Linked DNA regions of Arachis hypogaea: region 1 is linked to region 2. The links are chromatin contacts, called in public Hi-C maps. All regions are on one chromosome and are shown on one strand. The core of a region is the stretch at or near the end of the contact, and the rest is flanking DNA. Distances in the headings are between cores, read along the strand shown.

Region 1 (3,393 bases), core at 73-2,572, 190 kb before region 2:
TGCAATTTTCCTCATCCCCGTTATGTATCAGTTTCTGCTGGATGTCCTGTATGAATCCTCATCTACCTTTTCGGTTGATCTTCTCTTAGCGCGTTTGATTTTTGTCAATCTTGATTTGTTGAATTGTTTGATTGGGATAATGTAGGTTTCTGTGCTTTATCGGAAAGCTTTTGAAATGTGGACATTCGGGCCTTTAGCTGAGACTCGTGTTCAATCCTTGATACCTCAACATCTTGTGTCGATTATCAGAACCTGCCTTATTGAATTTGCTCCTAGTGATGTCACTGAACAATTTCTTACAGGGTATTGGAAGGCTGCACAATTTCTTACAGGGTATTGTAAGGGTCAAGCCGTGCTTCCAGTGGGATGTCAACCACCATGCTTGGACCTTCTCTCCAAGGCTGGCCCTGTCATGATTAAGGATGGACATCTTGTGGCCAACCTTAGTGGCAGTGACATTCGCATTGGAGGAGATCAGCTCCCAGGAGACCACAGTAACATGGCTATAGACCAAAACTGAACAAGCTTTAGGAATTACCTGTTTATTTTCATTTTTAAATTGGATATTGGAATTTTGTTTGTTGATGCTAGACGCCTAGAACTATTTTTGTGAATATATTATCCTCGTAATTTTGTTTGTTGATGTGTGAATACTGAATATATTCCTTCTTATTCCTCACTAATTTGTAGTGATTTGTATGCCTCTGATCTCGTAGCCTTTATTCGATATTGTTGCATATTGGTAGATAGAAGGTATCAAATTTTGTGACATGTGGTAGTAAAGGGAGTGATTTATTCTTTTCTTTTATTTTAGAGATATAACAGATAGAATAATGTATATATTTTGCTTGGTTCTCCACGAATTTTGAATCAAATACTTTGGTCATAATAACTTTTTATTCTTTCAAAAATTTTTTATAATTATTCTTGTCAGACAAATTTATCTTCCCATTACTTTTAATAAAGTCTTTGAAAACCAGTGTTTCCTTTGAACCAAAATTTGGTTGATTATTCTTTCCTAAATATGCAAGCAATTCCGTCTCGTTATCTTGTTTTTTAAATAAAACAGTTGTGAAATTACTGTGAACAGGGACAAGGAATAGTCTCTTGCCCTTTTTCTAATTTATTTTCTATTTTTTCCTTTGGAAAATAGCAGATTAGGTATTTTTTTGCTTGCAATGTGGAAGAGAATACATTTGTGTAGTTTATTCTTGGAAAATTCTATGGTGCTTACACTCAAAATCAGCATGTGATGCTGATAAGAAGTGGTGTATTATAAAGCTGCTGTGTGTGTGAAAAATGAAACAGTTTCGGGGGTACGGCGTTCATAGCCGCATTGTGGTGGAGGCTAAAAAGTCCTGTTTCTATTATTTTACGCCGCATTGTGGTGGAGGCTAAAAAGTCCTGTTTCTATTATTTTTATGGTAATTAATTCGATAATTAATTGTTGCATAATGAAAGTGGATTGGGTCTGTAAAATACTGTAGAAATTGGGGCTTTTGTTCCTCGGTAGAAGGACATTAGAAAATCTGCTAAAATTATAACTTGACCTCTAAATGACTACGATGACCAAAAAAAAAAAAAAAACAACGTAGTACTAATGTTTTAATAACATCAATTATTATGTGTCAAATAATTGTGGTTCATTTAGGATTTGGTTATGGCGCTGGAAAAAAATTTCAATTTTCTAGGCTTAGAAATTAATAATTTGCTATTTTATACTTGTAAGTTTTAAAAGTATACAGAGAAAATTTGAGGAAATAAAAGGAACATAAAACCAAATAAATGGATAAAAATAGAAATAAAAAATTGATAATTTAAAAGAAAAAAAATATTTATTAATGAGATATAAAAAAATTTCATAAGTGTCAAAGTTAGGAAGATAATTAGATTTACTATTTAATCCTCTCAATTATTTTTATTTACTTAATATATATAATAATGTATCAAGTATTATTAATTAGTTTATATTTATCAATTATAACATATAATTGATAATTTATTAAGAAAAAATACTAATATAATAAATATCATAACGATACAAAATTAATTTAAATTTAGATTGTAGCAAATTTTTTAAAGATAAATAGGCCTTGACAAATTTAACGTTAAAACGACGTCATTTTATCTGGATAAATTGAGGTTTAATTACTCTACATGTTTCTATATTTTCACCGAATTTTCAATTAGATCTCCGTATTTCTTCTCTTTTCAATTGGGTCCCTATTCGTTAACTTTTTTTAATTAAGTCTCTGCCGTGAGAATAATGTTTAATATAACAGAATATTCTGTTTAAAAAATGATATTCTTATCATTGGGTTAGAATGGCTACTTAAACACACATCTATTTTTGACTTATAAATTATTAATTATATAAAAATGTAAAATATAAAATATAGCTTTTTAACTAAACTGTACTATTTTTTACTTATAAAGATTAAATTTCGGTGTCAAAAAAAATTAAAACTTCCAACTCTATAAAAACTTTCAACTCCATAAATTCTTCTTTACTTCTTGAATAATCCAGGTCTTCTTAGTAACCAAGTCACTTGATCTCTCTCCATAATAATAACAATCTCTATATTAATATTAAGGAGTAAAGAAAAAAGATTTTGAAAAATTTATTATATTAGTACTACGTTGTTTTTTTTTTTTCGGGTCATCGTAATAATTTAGAGGCCAAATTATAATTTCAGCAGATTTTCCAATGTCCTTTCACCGAGAAACAAAAGCCCCAATTCTCACGATATTTTGCAGGCCCAATCCACTTTCATTATGCAACAACTAATTATTTAATTAATTACCATAAAAATAACAGAAACGAGACTCTTTAGCCTCCATCACAATGCTGTTATAAATGTCGTACCCGAAACTGTTTCATTTTTCACACAGGCGGCAGCTTTATAATGCACCACCTCTTATCAGCATCACATGCTGATTTTGAGTGTAAGCACTATAGAATTTTCCTTTATTCTTTATTATAACAAATTTTCTCGTATTCTTGTTTGAGAATTGAGATCAATTAATCACTTTTGTTTAAAATTATTGCTTGTATTGTTATTCAAATCCTTCAAATTTTATTGTTTGTATCTACACAATTTTTCTGATGTGCTGCTACCAGATCCATTGATGAGTTCTGCATTGTTCATTGTGGTTTCCTTATCTAACCAGGTTGAAGGTTTACTGGTCATTTTGTATTGTTGGTAAACTAGTCATGATTAAATTAGTTTGATGTTATCTGGTAAAGTCATTTCTTTTCTGTGATATCTATTTGTATAAGAACCTGGGTAGTCCCAAATTCAAAGTAAAAAAAAAAAGAAAGGAATTTCTTCTTTGGTATTAAATGATTTTCTTGTTAGTTTTTTTGTTTTTTTTGTTTTAATGTATAAAATC
Region 2 (3,488 bases), core at 374-2,873:
TGACACTCTACACATCATGGTGCCTTTCAAAACTATTCAATATACTATGTTAGGATATTAACCAAAAAAATTACAATCCCCATTACAATAAGTTGCCGGTTTGATGGGTTCCATAACATTGCGCACCATTGTACTTTTTAAACCTAACCTTAATCAATAGGAGTGGAGCTAGACTAATTATTAAGAGGGATTATAATTCAAATGGCCAAATAAATTTTAATAATTAAAGATATATTTAGCAAAAAATGTAAATTATAATTTATAATTTTTATGAAATATAAAAGTTATATTTCAATTTAAAATAAGATATTTAAAATTTAGAACAATAATACTAACATTGTAATATTAATAATATAAAATTATAATTAAATAGTTAAATAATAAAAGAATTAAACAAACAAATAACGTATAATTACATATAAATATAATAAATAATAATAAATAATGTAAATAATTAAATATATAAAAATAAAAAAATAAAAAAGCAATCAAATAAGACTAACAGAAAAATATAAAAAGGCAATTGCATTATTCCAAACTAGTAATAATGATAAACTGTTGAAAAATGACAAAGATTAATAAATTGAATACCCATTTATATCTAGTGTGATTTATTTTGATGCTATATTGTAATGTTGCAATTTCTTGATATTGCATTAAATTTATTTAGTGACTAAACATTAGTTTCTTAATTTATTGTTATTTGATATTTATCAATATTATGTTTAAATTTCAATTTATGTATGAATTAATGTAATGATTATATTGTAAATTTTAAAATGAAATTTGATGGTTACATAGGGGAGGGTATAGGAGAGCATACTCGTAGAAACAGATTAGGGTTTAAGTTTTGATTAAATTAATACTCAAAATAGTCTTTAAAATTTGACTTCCGAAAACAATTGAACATTCCAAAATTTATTTAACCCAAATTGTACCCTATAACTTTAAGGTGGGACTTAGGTTGGCTCTTCTGTCCAAGTTGCTAGGATTATATTTTTCTAGCATATTCCCATAGTAGGTTCCTGCTCTTTCCAGCGTTTATTTAATTTTTTTTTATAAATGCTAAACACAGAAGCTATGGTGTACTCCTGACATCAGCTCAGGCACAGTTGGGATCAAATCCTACAATAAATACAGAAAAAACTTAATCAATCATGCCTCATTTTGATAGTGGGAGAAAATTATGGTACATATATCCATGCAAATAAAAACTTTGTAACATCTACTCAAATTCTTTCAGAATAAAGTTAATGAGATTGATAATATCTATGTAAAAGAGTTCCAACCATAAATCTGCAAATAAGGTAGATAACAACTAAATATATTACACAATAAGAAACTCATTGTGACCCTTCATATATATTAAATAAACTCATAAAGATCCCTAAAATTTAATAAGTGAACCCAGATTGACCCCCATAACAGAGCTGGTGGTTTGGGTGTGGTCGTGTGGACCTGGATAGTGGTTAAGGTGTGGACTTGGATGGTGGTTTGAAATTTGAATGCTGATTTGCTTTTGGACTTAGACAGTGGTTTGGGAGATGCTTTAGATGTGGGTTTGGATTCAGGTTTGGGTTGAGATTTGGTGTGGGCTTGGGTGGTGGTTAGGTTGGGGTTTGAATGTGGGCTTAGGGTCTAATTTGGTTTTGGGTTTGGGTGGTGGTTTGGGAGCTCTCTTGGGTGTGGGTTTAGATAGTGGCTTGGGTTGAGATTTGAGTGTGGGCTTGGATGGTGGATTGGAATATGGAACGAATAAAACAAAACAGGTTATTACAAAATGAAGGAAAATAATTTCACTATACAGATTGGTATATAGTTAAATATTTCAAGTGTACCGGTTAAAATGACTTGGAACACCGATATTAATATCGGTACACTTAAAATTCTTCCCATACTTTATAGTTAACTCATTTCAAAGATTTTGTACTTAAATTTAAGGCAACTACTCCCATGAAGATGTCAAAAACATCTTTTTATGATGATTCTTGTTTAAAAAGTATAACTTATTTATTTAGCAACACTTTAAATAAAAATAATACTTTTACTTCAAATAAAATCCAAGCTCTACAATCTATCATCTAATGGTCAAAATAATATATCTTCACATGATATTAAATCTTTATTGGAATAGCCACCTATAGCAACATAGCAATGACTGAACCCCTGTTCAATAACTCGGAGAGTCACGAAAGTGATACCAAAACTAATGCAATCAACATAATAATTAGAATGGTTAAGTATGGTTTTGGTTCCAAAGGTTTTCAACCAGAATCGAAACCGTCCCTCATCTAATTTTCGATTTAGAATCATCCTTAATGTTTTTTTTCGTATTAAAATTGTCCTTTTAAATAAAATTTTTAATTTAATTCCTAAACTACCCCTATTTTAATAAAAAAATAAAATTTTAAAAAAATAAAAAAAACGCGTTTTGGGGAGGGAGGCAAAGGAAACACGTTGGGGGCGGGGAGGGAAGGAAACACGTTGGGGTGAGGGGAAAGGAAACGCGGGAGGGAGGGGAGGAGTCCATAGCCACTGCCACCATCGCCGGTCCGCCCACGAGCCGCCACCGGAACCACGACCAGAGGAAGACGTCGCCGCCTTCCCTTCATGTATCTTTCTGCCACCACTGTGGAGTGCGTCACCGGGAAGGGAAGCCCGAGCTGCCGATCTACCCAGCCGTGGAGTGTGTCGCCGCCGTTCATGCATGCTCCTGCCACCGTCGATCTACCCAGCCGCCGTCGCTCTTCGCCTTCTGCATCTGCTTCTTTGTGCTTTGAATTTTTGATTTGGCTTTGTGCTTCTCTGTTGATTTGGCTTTGTGCTTGAATTTGTTGATTTGGCTTTGTGTTGGATTTGTTGATTTGTTGCTTTCTGTTTCTACTTGTATTAAATTTGTGTTGATTTGTTGATTTTCTGCTTCTCTGTTGATGCTGTTATTTTTGGAGGTGGAGGTGGAGGTGGAGGTGGGGGTGGGGGTGGGGGTGGGGGGAAGGGGAGGGGACGCGGGGTGGGGGGAAGGGAAGACGGGGAGGGGGAAGGGGAAAGGGGGGAGGGGGACGGCGGCGGCATTGGTGGTGGTGCTGGTGGTGGTGTTGGTGGTGGTATTGGTGGAGGTTGTGGCGGTGGTGTTGGTGTTGGTGGTGGTGGTGGTGGTGGTGGTGGAGGAGGTAATTGTGTTGGTAGTGGTGAGGGTATTTTTGTCCAAAAAAAAATAAAAATGACGATTTTAATATGAAAAAAAACGGTTAAGGATGATTCTAAATCGAAAATTAGATGAGAGACGATTTCGATTCTGGCTGAAAACCTTTGGGACCAAAACCATACTTAACCCTAATTAGAATTATAAACCTTAACTCACATGGCATATCTCCCTCTCCCCACTTTAAAGGTCTCGGGTTCAACTCTTATCGACGGCAATCGAGGAGAAAAATTAGTAAGTGTGTGTTGTACCTAGGATCGGAGGTTGTCCAATCCACTTGACCAAA

Evidence for each region. A called contact is a pair of places that touch in the nucleus more often than the background predicts.
Region 1: a contact with region 2 is called in a Hi-C map of leaf, with 2.7 times the contacts expected there. The contact joins two enhancer-like sites. A contact is called at or near these places in 2 of 8 Hi-C or Micro-C datasets (leaf and an unstated tissue).

The regions. Positions count from the first base shown.
Region 1 is chr2:4,440,015-4,443,407 of arahy.Tifrunner.gnm2.J5K5, reverse strand. LOC112733960 reads left to right here. Exons shown (of 3, transcript XM_025783105.3): 2 at 1-48; 3 at 146-699. The coding sequence ends at 520. Among protein-coding and RNA genes, the nearest start is that of LOC112733960, 3.9 kb to the left of the region's middle. Within about 2 kb of position 1,322, at least 2 of the 3 cell types and tissues checked have open chromatin away from gene starts, as enhancers often do.
Region 2 is chr2:4,246,561-4,250,048 of arahy.Tifrunner.gnm2.J5K5, reverse strand. No RefSeq gene overlaps it. Among protein-coding and RNA genes, the nearest start is that of LOC112763005, 14 kb to the left of the region's middle. Within about 2 kb of position 1,623, at least 3 of the 3 cell types and tissues checked have open chromatin away from gene starts, as enhancers often do.